Regions from separate parts of the Zea mays genome. Here all the other regions are linked to region 1. A link is a contact called in public Hi-C data. All regions are on one chromosome and are shown on one strand. The core of a region is the stretch at or near the end of the contact, and the rest is flanking DNA. Distances in the headings are between cores, read along the strand shown. Region 1 holds the start of LOC100274679. Region 2 has its middle 35 kb from the start of LOC103626981. Region 3 holds the start of LOC100273148 (putative protein phosphatase 2C family protein).

Evidence for each region. Hi-C and Micro-C count contacts between places; a contact is called where the count stands out from the background.
Region 2: a contact with region 1 is called in a Hi-C map of tassel, with 2.4 times the contacts expected there. The contact joins the enhancer-like site here to the promoter of LOC100274679 in region 1. A contact is called at or near these places in 5 of 25 Hi-C or Micro-C datasets (ear, leaf and tassel).
Region 3: a contact with region 1 is called in a Hi-C map of leaf, with 6 times the contacts expected there. The contact joins the promoter of LOC100273148 here to the promoter of LOC100274679 in region 1. A contact is called at or near these places in 9 of 25 Hi-C or Micro-C datasets (bundle sheath, ear, endosperm and 3 more) and 1 of 3 datasets of contacts at active chromatin or transcription factors (seedling).

The regions. Positions count from the first base shown.
Region 1 is chr5:144,206,536-144,210,224 of Zm-B73-REFERENCE-NAM-5.0, reverse strand. LOC100274679 reads left to right here and starts at 1,636. Exons shown (of 3, transcript NM_001349953.1): 1 at 1,636-1,990; 2 at 3,449-3,664. The coding sequence starts at 1,784.
Region 2 is chr5:144,421,307-144,424,995 of Zm-B73-REFERENCE-NAM-5.0, reverse strand. No RefSeq gene overlaps it. Among protein-coding and RNA genes, the nearest start is that of LOC103626981, 35 kb to the left of the region's middle. Within about 2 kb of position 1,980, at least 10 of the 20 cell types and tissues checked have an H3K27ac peak or open chromatin away from gene starts, as enhancers often do. A contact at or near this core is called in ear, leaf and tassel, where this site is marked.
Region 3 is chr5:144,350,522-144,354,210 of Zm-B73-REFERENCE-NAM-5.0, reverse strand. LOC100273148 (putative protein phosphatase 2C family protein) reads left to right here and starts at 1,981. Exons shown (of 8, transcript NM_001360217.1): 1 at 1,981-2,510. The coding sequence starts at 2,191.

The DNA of each region.
Region 1 (3,689 bases), core at 387-2,886:
GAATTCATCGGAGGTGGGCGCCAATGTTGGTCACTTGTTTTTTATTCCTATAGGATACAAAAAACAAGGCAACATAAATGAATCAATTTTTCTCTTCGCCCTTTAATTATCTCTTCTCAAAGAGATTAAAGGTAGAAGATTAGAGGGGTAAATAGTGAATGAAGGAAGGAATAAAAACATGAAAGTATAACGAACAACTCATCTTGGATATACAGATATAATTCTTCTTCGTTTCTCTATTAACAACAAAGTAATTACAGTTATACCTTCGACTTTTCAGAAAGCGATATGAAAGTAAACAAACAGAACATTTTTATAGGCAGAGCAATTTGACTAATCTTCGCCGAAAAGCTCCCTCTATATATTTATGGTATTGTTCCTCTATTTATAGTCGTGGAGTACAACTTCGTGAAAATTACAACCATGTCTTCAGACCTATACATATGAACTATGAAATCAACCAAGGGTATTGTCGTCTTTTCTCCTTGCAGTCTTATTGATCAAGCTTTGATGATTTCCCCTTGCTCTCGCTGGCTCTTTCGTTATGCTTTTATGTCACTGAACTGAAGCTTGTAGCTTCGTCTTCACGATTGTAATCACCACAGGCCACATGCCATCTCCAAATGAAGGCATCCTTAGGCAATTATCCTGTTATATCTAAAATAGATTTCACAAATAAATGTTTTAAGGACCTTCAGCTGAGGAGAGCTCCACAGACATACCCCTTTAATTTTGAGCTAAATTCCACCAATTCCTAGGTGGGCCACTACATGCTATTAGAGAACGCATATTGATTGTCTTGATAATTGGTATAAGAGCAAGTGTAATAAGATAATATAAGTGTAATGTATAAGTTGTCACATTAAATTTATGTTGAGACGGAGAGAATGTTAAGACGGAGGACAGAAAAGATAAATAAGCTATAAACTCATAGAAAACCAACACTTCAACTCGAAGAAAATAAGATGCACCATATGTTAATGGTTTTATATGTAAGACTAATAGTATACGAGTAAATTGCTAGATTTTTTATATGAGTGATATGATAGTAGCCTATAACTAGGGGTGGTAATGATTCATGGTCCAAATAGTTTTTCACGATTTTTTGACCTTTAATTAATTTTAGTTAAAAATAAATAGAAATAGAGCTCGATCTAAATACGATGTAATCCTTAAATAAACTTTATAGTGTAAAATTTAAAGACTAACTCCACCCTTACATATAATAACTAGCAACCTGCTAAATTATTAGCCATCCTCTAACGTTGTTTTCCAACAGCTTAACAACACCATTATGCGATATGTGACCTACTTTTGGGGAAAAAAAAGAAACATATCTACGCCTATGTTCATATTCTCCTCCAAACATAAAAAGAAAGGCAACGAGATAATGCCGTCCCACATGGCATGGGACCACCCGTCATTTTCACAAGCAACCTTGAACTGAAGCGAAAGTGGCGAACCCGGAGGGCATATCTGGCATTCCTAATTCTTGTAGGCCCTTGCTTACGAGCGCAGCCACCCAATAGCAACCACAGCTGAGGCTGCGGCCTCTGTGCCATCCAGGGGTCGGCATCAGCCTCTCTCCCTCGCTCTCTCTGACTCGTCGCGGCATAAACAAACAAACCAAACAAAGCAAAGCAAAGGCAAAACCCCACCTCCACCACACCTCGTCGTTTGCTTTTCCTCGGTGCGGGCGGTGCGGCACAAGCCCCCAGACCGGTTGCCTCCATTACTGAGCTGTGCGTGCGTGGTGGCTGTCTGCCTTGTGGCGGCGCCGGTCATGGTGATGGTGGAGATGGACGGTGGCGTGGGAGGAGGAGGAGGAGGAGGGCAGACGCCGGCGCCACGGCGGTGGCGCCTGGCGGACGAGCGGTGTGACCTGCGCGCCATGGAGACGGACTACGTGCGGCGGTTTCACCGGCACGAGCCCCGCGAACACCAGTGCTCCTCCGCCGTCGCCAAGCACATCAAGGCGCCCGTCCACCTCGTGAGCGCCTGCCTCTCAACCTCCCTCTCGCGTGCCGCTGAATCAAATATCAATCTCCGCTATTGCTTGCTGCCGCTATGCTTTTTCTCCGTGCCGTGCTGTATGTATCCACGTTCCATGGCGGCGAGCAGGGTGTTCGTGCCGTTGCCCAGTCGATCCGCCGCAGAGACATCGTTTCCACCGGTTATTGGTTTCTCCTTTTGTTTGGCCCCGGCCCGCCCGCCCGCCCGCCGGTTTCGGATTGGTGATGCGCTGCTCCTTGATTAGGAAAGACGCCGACTTGTTACGAGTCAGCGAGTCACCCACTCGTTTGGCCCGTTTCTTCTCAGTTGGGAACATGGATGCCTGATTTGGAGAGAGAGAGGCCGTCTTCAACCGGCCCTGCTCGTTTCTCTTATCGCCCCTTCTTTTTTTTTTCACGCGATTGGTTGGGCGGATCCATTGCTGTGCTGATTGCTCGGAGGACGGACCCACGTCGCTTTCGCTCAAAGCTAAGATTTCCATCTCCTGCCAAGAAGCCTGTGAATTTTTTCCTGCATCCTTCGTCCGTCCAGCTTTTGCTCCAGACTGAGGCTTTCTCTAAGAGATGAACATGGGGGATGCATGATTGGTGGCAAAGGCAAATAATGCACACAAAGCCTCGAGGATTTTTAATGCGCCTTTTCTGTACCTCATCTCACGTGGGAAGATGCTTCCCCCACGGCCCACCCCCACCTCGAGATCCCCGCTGAATCTGCTTTTTGCCAGATTATTTTGGGGTTTCAATCTAGGTGTTCATGCATTGGAGTTTTCTTGCTTTATTCTGCGAGTATAATTGAGATTGCGGTGGTGGAGGGAGATATATATATGCCTTCACTTCAACTCCACTCCTTTGGATGTGGGTTCAGCACAGCACTTGCCAGGAGATTAGATGCAGACTAGTATTCTTACCCCCAAAAAAATATCAGCTTTTGCAGAAGTATTGGATGCACGGAGTTGATTATTTCAAAGGAAATCATCATTTTTGTCCGACTTTCCAGCACAAGTTATTAGCATATTCCAAAAGGATGCTGCCTCATATTTCCAACTGTGAATATGCATATACACAGTCCATAGCAACCTCAAGGCTCTAGGCCTCATTTTATAGTAGTTTACTGTGTACCTCTGATTAGAAGAGCTGTCATATTCTTCGATCGTGTTTAGTTGACTTGTACACCGTTCCTGCCGTTTTCCTGTGATAATTTGTGGCCATCAATCAGCTGTGCATTAATAGGACAGCTTGATCGATCGAATGCACAGTTAGCCGGTTAGGGTGTCTTTATGTAGCACTCTTAATACTACTTAATTAATACTTAATACCGCGACCTGTTTCTGTCTGTTGGAACCTTTATTTCTTCGATGGTTACATGAGTGGGGATTGATCTTGGTCACCAGCTTAATCATTACAATTGGTATCTGATCAAGTAATTATCTCCTCAGGTCTGGTCTCTAGTGAGGCGGTTTGATCAACCACAGCTTTTCAAGCCCTTTGTGAGCCGGTGTGAAATGAAGGGCAACATTGAGATTGGCAGTGTCAGGGAGGTTAATGTAAAGTCTGGGCTGCCAGCCACAAGAAGCACGGAGAGGCTGGAACTGTTAGATGACAATGAGCACATACTCAGCGTCAGATTTGTTGGAGGTGATCACAGGCTGCAGGTATGTTTTGTTCTTGATCTATACC
Region 2 (3,689 bases), core at 731-3,230, 210 kb before region 1:
TCAAATACCAGATGAAGGTGAACAAGTTTCATGAGAGGAGTGGGGCTTGCTACTATGCAAAATGTGGAGAAATGTGTGCTGCAATCTTCTATGTCAGGTGTTGCGTTCAGTTCTTTTTCAGTTAGCTGAAGCTGAGTTGCCGTATTTTCACCCAACTTTGGAGCGCTATAGCTCTCAATTTGTGAGCTTTTGACCTTAGGTTGCTGCACTAAGTTTGTAGAGCTATATTTTGTCAACAAGTTTGGTTAAGGAGTGCTCCTTGTTCCCACTGAAAATTGTGAGTAAATTGCTCTCAAAGTTGCTCTATCAGATAGATGTGTACTGAATTTTGATCAACAGCTGAAATGGGTTTCGATGTTTCATTCGATTCTTGGAGCTTTCTTGTGACTATTTAGTGGTGTTCTGACCTGCAGTCCCTGTAGCTATTTGTTAGGGGATAGTTTGGTATACAATTGGTGTTAAGGTTGATCCCGCGTTACCATTTGAAATTATGGGATTAGGTGGTAGTCGAGATACAAGTTCAGTTCAGTGGTGTAAATTCAGTTGTAGGTAACTGAAGAATTGTCAGTTAACTGAATTTGTCTCAGTTTGGACAGGTGGCTGCTTGCTTGCTTGTTTCCTGTGTGCTCGACGTGGGTAGCAGAAACAGGCAAAAGTTTTGTTAGAATACCCGTTTAGGGTTTGGAGTAATTACTGTCTCGTCCCTCTGTAATGGGCCTGGCCCAGTTTACTCAACTCTATTAATACACCACCCAACCCCTGTTAGGGTTATGGGTTTTGCATCATTCAATATCCTGGAGCGGGCTGGCATGTCTGACTGCAAGTCCTGCTCCACGCCTGTCGACACTCAGGCGAAGCTCTCTGAGGACGACGGGCCTCCGGTCGCCGACGCGACGTCCTACCGGAGCCTGACCGGCGCGCTCCAGTACCTCACCTTCTTCAGGCCCGACATCACATACGTCGTCCAGCAGGTGTGCCTGCATATGCACACTCCGCGGGAGCCCCATCTCACCGCGCTCAAGCGGATTCTGCGCTACCTCCGCGGCTCCCTCGACTACGACCTCCTTCTCCGACCATCCCGACGTCGGAGCTCGTGGTCTACACCGACACTGACTGGGCTGGCTGTCCCAACACGCGCCGGTCCACCTCCGGTTACGCCGTGTTCCTGGGCGCCAACCTTGTCTCTTGGGCGGCCAAGCGTTAGCCCGTCGTCTCTCGCTCCAGCGCTGAGGCCGAGTACTGTGCCGTAGCCAACGGCGTGCCAGAGGCCTCCTGGCTACGCCAGCTCCTCCACGAGCTCCACAATCCCCTCCAGCGCGCCACCCTCGTCTACTGCGACAACGTCAGCGCGGTCTACCTCTCCACCAACCTTGTGCAGCATCAGCGCACGAAGCATGTGGAGATCGACCTGCACTTCGTCCGCGAGCGTGTCGCTGCCGGTGACGTTCGGGTTTTCAGCGTCCCCACCACGCTGCAGTTCGCCGACATCTTCACCAAGGGATTACCGTCGAGTGTATGTTTAGACTTTCTATCCAGTCTCAACATCTATACAGGATAGAGTTGTGACTGCGGGGGTGTTAGAATACCCGTTTAGGGTTTGGGGTAATTACTGTCTCGCCCCTCTATAATGGGCCTGGCCCAGTTTACTCAACTCTATTAATACACCACTCAACCCTGTTAGGGTTATGGGTTTTGCATCATTCAACAAGTTTGAGTGCAGGTTCTGGTGGCCGAAGCTGATTCAAGATATGGAGAAATGGAAAGATCTCAGCCCCATGATTGTGCTGACATTGCTTGGTTGGTTTGGTTAGAGAGTGGCCTGGGAGTTTCTGGCGCCTGGTAAAGTGGAGTTGAGCTGAGAAGATTCAAGTCCGGGAGAGGTTCAAAGTATCTGCGGTGGAGTCCTTATCTGCCTGGTCTCTAGCTGCGTTGCCTGCCCAAGATCGATGCCTTGTTGTGCCTGCGGTGCCGCGTGGTGCTGGACCTAAGCTTCATGCCTACTTGCGAGCGAGCCGCGCTCGCGTGCGCACGACCTAGGGCACCGTGTGGCCCATGATGTCGCATGGCTGCTTCCCATTGGTCATTGCCCCACCCTTGAGTTGAAGATAGAGCCGACGTCTACTTCTTCAGACCGTGCGCTTGCTGAGTCTAGTTTGTGTTTCATTACACGGAAAGGAGAACCAGTGCAACGCTCCTCATCCTTGCAGCTGCCTCCGGGCCACAGCAGTCACACGTCGGGTGGTTCTCAGTTCCAAGTCACTCACTTCCTTTCACCGTGCGGCCTCGCCTCGTCCTTGCCCTGGTCCGGCACCTTGTACCAGCTCATCGTTTCCATCGTCGTGTGTCTTGGCCGTGACGTGTCCAATCTGCTCCACCACACACCGCGTTCTAGTCACAGCCAGCGACCGGTGCTCGTGGTCTCTGTGCCCTCCGGTTCTGTCCCGCCTCGCGCCTAGCAGCCGCATCCATGATGTCGTCGTCGTGGCTGCTATGCGCGTCGTGAGCTCCCTCTCATCGCGCTCGCATCGTCGTGTGCTCTACTCGTTGTGCCGCACCGACTTCCCGCTCGGTCACGCCAATCCGTCATCGCCTCATTATCAGAACAGCAAGAAGTGGTCTACGAAGGAGCCTGCTCCTGTTGATCCAGCGGTGGATTCCATCTAATTGCTTATCGCGTAACACAAGATCTCAGATCTTCTCTTGTAATAAGACAAGTCTCAGTGCATTTGTCACTTCCTTATATTTTAAATGTTTTATCATCTTATATGATGTTGTGTGATAAACAATTAATGCATTACCATTCCTTGGAAATTCCTGAATCTTTGTTTTATAAAAAAATTATTATTGCTTAGTTCTGCTTAGAAACTCAAAAATCGTTTTTTTTTTCAAAAAGAAATGGTGTGTAACATTGGTTATGGCTTTTTGATTCAAAAGTCAAAGCAAACTTATGTTGATGAGTCCAGCAAGGCCCCGGATGGGTTCATCATCCGAAAAGAGTACCCCTGCCGGGTACCAAAAACAGAAAAATGGATTGAATAAATCGAGACCAGACGTTGAGCAAACAAGGTCTTCTGTCTCTGTCGATTAAGGAATGTATTGTTGACTGGCCTGTTGTGGTTGAGACTTTGCAACTAGCCACATACCCTGGTATGGGACAGGGTAAGCTTGAACCCGGCTATTCCATATGTGAAGAGACAATCGCGCACTGGGAGTGGAGAGATGGCGGGAGTAGCATGTACCCTCCTGGCATAGTAGCACGCCTGGTAGGCTAATGTGCTCTCCGGTGGCGCGGACATGTTCATGTAGTGGAGGACTCCGTGGGAACAGTTGATATATGTAAGGGTTAAGTGCTACATATGTCATATGGTTAGAGATTCCCAGCTGGGTATAATCGGTTCGAATCGTCGTTGCTCCTCGGTTATAAGACTCATCCCGGTGACCATCTTCGTAGTTAGCAAGTGAAATATGAGTATGGATAAAATGCAGCTAGTATAAGCCAAGTGCTTGAACTAGATTAGGCAAATCTAGATTCAGGTAAATACTTAACTTGTGAATTAAAACTTGGTTTAGGGATCAACTGGTAGTAAGCTTCTCTGCCAAAAAGATTGATAAGCTTTACCTTGAGTCCCGAATCCAGCATACCCTTGGGAGTCTTTTCTTTAGTCGGGTAAGTCTTGCTGAGTAATTGC
Region 3 (3,689 bases), core at 732-3,231, 140 kb before region 1:
TAAATGATGAAGGCATGTCCTTCATGACCTTCGTCTGAAGATCATTATATCCGAGAGGAGATAATGTTTCGGACGACAAAGGTCCTTAATTCTTAACAATTGTGTTGCCTTGTTCTTGATCCACAACATTCGAGAACAAGTGAACAACAGTCACAAAGTCCACGCCGACTAAGACAAGACATGACACCCTAGGCTATGGCTAGTCACCCGAATGGTAGGCCAAAGGAACGCCGAGTAGCCTCTATCGACATGACCACAACTCCCTAAGTACGACCTAGACGCGCTCCCATAGCCTCGAGGGTCCGGACGACCCTATTCATAAGGTACCTCAACATCAAAGCTTCTACAGTGGCCTGAATATTAGGTAGCGCGCAACAGATACACCATACCGGGTGTACGCCTACGCACTCCAATGAGTGACGCAAGCACGTGACGACATGCAAGACTGCACGATGCACACCTGATCCAAACAAATGACCTGTGGGTCCCCCGCGCACTACCAGAAGAATGTCAGCGGAAGACCAGCTAAAGGGACCCGTGCGATGGGCGGACGAGGCAGTACGCCATAATGGGAGTACGACTAAGCACGACCCTATGGACAACATTAGAGGAACCATGCTACCCCAAGGGCCGTCGGTCGAGCACCCCCCAGCAGAATACAAAGTCCCCATTGTATAGTCCATCCCTTGAAGTATAAAAGGGAAGGACCCCTCTTTTTTGAACACACGAGCACACCAACTGTAACACGCTCAGAGCAATACTACGATCAGCACTACACTAGACTAGGGCGCAAGCCCTGAACCAGTATAACAACTGTCTCAAATCCACCACTCGAGTCACTGCGATCCACCATTCGAAGTGAGTCACTGCTAATCTCCCCACCGAACACTAATCTTACTGCCCCTGATTTCCGAAACCACGACAAGTACATATTCACACATTAGTTCTAACAAAAAAACATAATAATACTTACCTGAAAACTTGAATACTGTAAATTGACGTGTTTAAAAAATATATTAAGATTTAGGAAGGATACGTTCCTGACCATTGTTGACACGACATGCCTGTTAGCAAAGTTTGACATGTTCAAACTTGTCGGCATTTGCTTTGCTTTATACTTCAAACTAGAAAGCATGTCTTGGCGCTTATGTATCTCTTTATCAGTGTTGCACAAGTCAAAAGAAATCAATTTGAAGCAAAAGTGCTTCATAGTACACCAAAAAAAGATCAAAGTAAATGTCTGGACATCAAACTATGAAATTCTTTGTCAAGGAACAATATCTGCCGAGCATCTAGGCAGAGACGATGGGCGGATGGGGTAGGGGCCGAGGGGGCGCCATCACATGGTTGCGCCGTTTAGATCCACCACGCGAGTCGTCGTCCGGCGTGGAGGAGGCGCAAATCCTCGCAGAGCAGACACATGAGGTTGCTCAATGTCCCGCTTGGGGATGGCAGCGCGGTAGTCGCTGTGGCGTTGGCGGCGGCGGCGTGGGACAAGGGGCGGTGCTAGAGATGGCAAAGCCGTGACTAGGTCGGAGCTAGCAGCGGCTGAGTGGTGAGGAAGAAAGCATGGTGGGGGCCGCACAGGGAGGTGGAGAGGGCAAATGCGAGTGGCAGTTTAGATAGCGTCCCCCATCGTGCGGCGGGGGTGGCGAGCAGGGCTACGGGCACGAGGGCTGCGGGACAGGAACGCGCGGCAAGGGGTAGGCCGGGTGGAGGCACAACTTTGCCTCTGCACGTACCCTATCCGTTTTTAATAGGAGCAGAGAAGAGATTTCATTTATTGTTTAGATATATATATATAGATTAAAAATATATATATTTTAAAACTATTAAAGCAATCCTAAACACACCTTAAATTTCGTTGTAAAGTGGATTGCCAGCTCCTAAAGCATTGCAAGTTTTTTTAGCAGATGCATTTTTATTTCCATTGGCCAATCTAGGTATAGTTTTTTTAATCGGGCAACACCAATTATTGTCGATAATAGTTCCTTGAAAACCGGTGCCTTTTTCTAGCGGCGAGGAGGCAGGCGGTAGCGGAATCTGGCACCGGCCATCACGTCCCCTCCCGCCGCTTCCTCCTCCCTGCCCTACCTTTCCCCAGATCCGAATCCATTAAACCAGCGGATCTTGCATCGGGGCGCGTCCACGGCATCCGGGCAAGCGAGTGGTGGAGCCAGCAGCCATGAGATGGTATGCATCGGTAGCCTCCTGAGGGCGCTGGTGCTGCGTGCGGCGTCGTCTGCGGGCAGGCGCCGGGGGCCCAGGATTCTGTGTGGCCGCGCGACGGATGTGCGCGTGACGCCACGGCACGGACACGGCTGGCGCGGGTTCCGGGCGGTCACGGGAAGGATGATGCTGGACTCCTCTGAGTCTGCCTCTTCCGCCGCCGCCGCCGCCGCGGAGGCGGGAGCTGGGGCGGTGGCAGGCCAGGCGCAGCCGCAGCGCCGCGCGGTGGGGGCCGTGCCCCAGGCGCACGATGGTGGCTACGCCAGCGGCGGATGGGAGAGGTAACGTTTGTGCGTGTGGTTTGAGGCTTAACTAATGTAATCTGTCGGCACTGTTATGGTACGGAATGGGGCATTTGAACCGGTTAGAATACATTTGTGTGCAGTTTTGCATTGTGTTTTTTCTTGCCTGCAGCGCAGGAGACTAATTGGCCTGAACACCGAGAGTCATGCAAATGCACCTTGTGCTTTTTGTTACTACAGATGCGTTAGTCATGTGGCACCACATTCCTTTTACTATTCATTGCCGCACATTAGAATCTAAAACGATATTCTAAGATGTAAGTGAGCGGTTGGTGCCTTGCTTTTTTAGACATCGTTCTTATTAATAACAAACATAAACATATATTCATTTTATTTATTATAGTATTTTACTGCTAAGATGCTGCATTTTACTTTCCAGTAAGCCACTACTGTTAATTATTGTGAGTGGTTACTTGTACCACATCATGTTCATATAGGTTAAACTTAATTATAAGATTTTGGGGACACCAAATATGAACCAGTTAATTTGTTTCGGTTTTTGAATTCTAAATTTATCAAATATAAAGACTTTTAGTGCTAAAACTTTGTCACATTTATATGCAAGTACATGTATTGGTCTCGTGACCACATCATAAATCAACTTCTAAAGCTTGACACTCTGAGATACGCTTTTGCAGTTCTATATGTTGCACATAGAGGTCGGCAGATAGCCTATAGCAAATATGGTTTGCAAATTTGCACTCTGATGGCTCAGATAGTCAGATTAAGCAATCAGGATTATCATGTCTTAATAAGCAAATGGTAGTGTTCATCTTTTTGCATGGGTGTTGGGTGGGGTGTTGTTGGCTTGAGTGAGACTGAACCGGCTACAGTTGCCCAAAATCAAGTTATCAAAGTCCTTCAACGTCAATCCCATTTCCGTGCTGTATAGGAAATCAAAAGTTGTGAAGAATGCTGGATGCCATATTTGGCTAAGTACTGCTATGAAAGTATAGCTGCAAAGCTTAAAAAGAAGAATATACATTGAGTCCATTCTGTAATGGTTGTTATAGGTAGAATAGTATTCTCCGTTTTGTTTGAAACATAGTGATACTAGAGCACCAAATATAAAATTAACTTTGTGATCTTATTAGGCTTCAGTTCTCTACAGAATTTGTAGCCAATGTTTACAAATTGTACAGTCGCACCTAGTCGCGA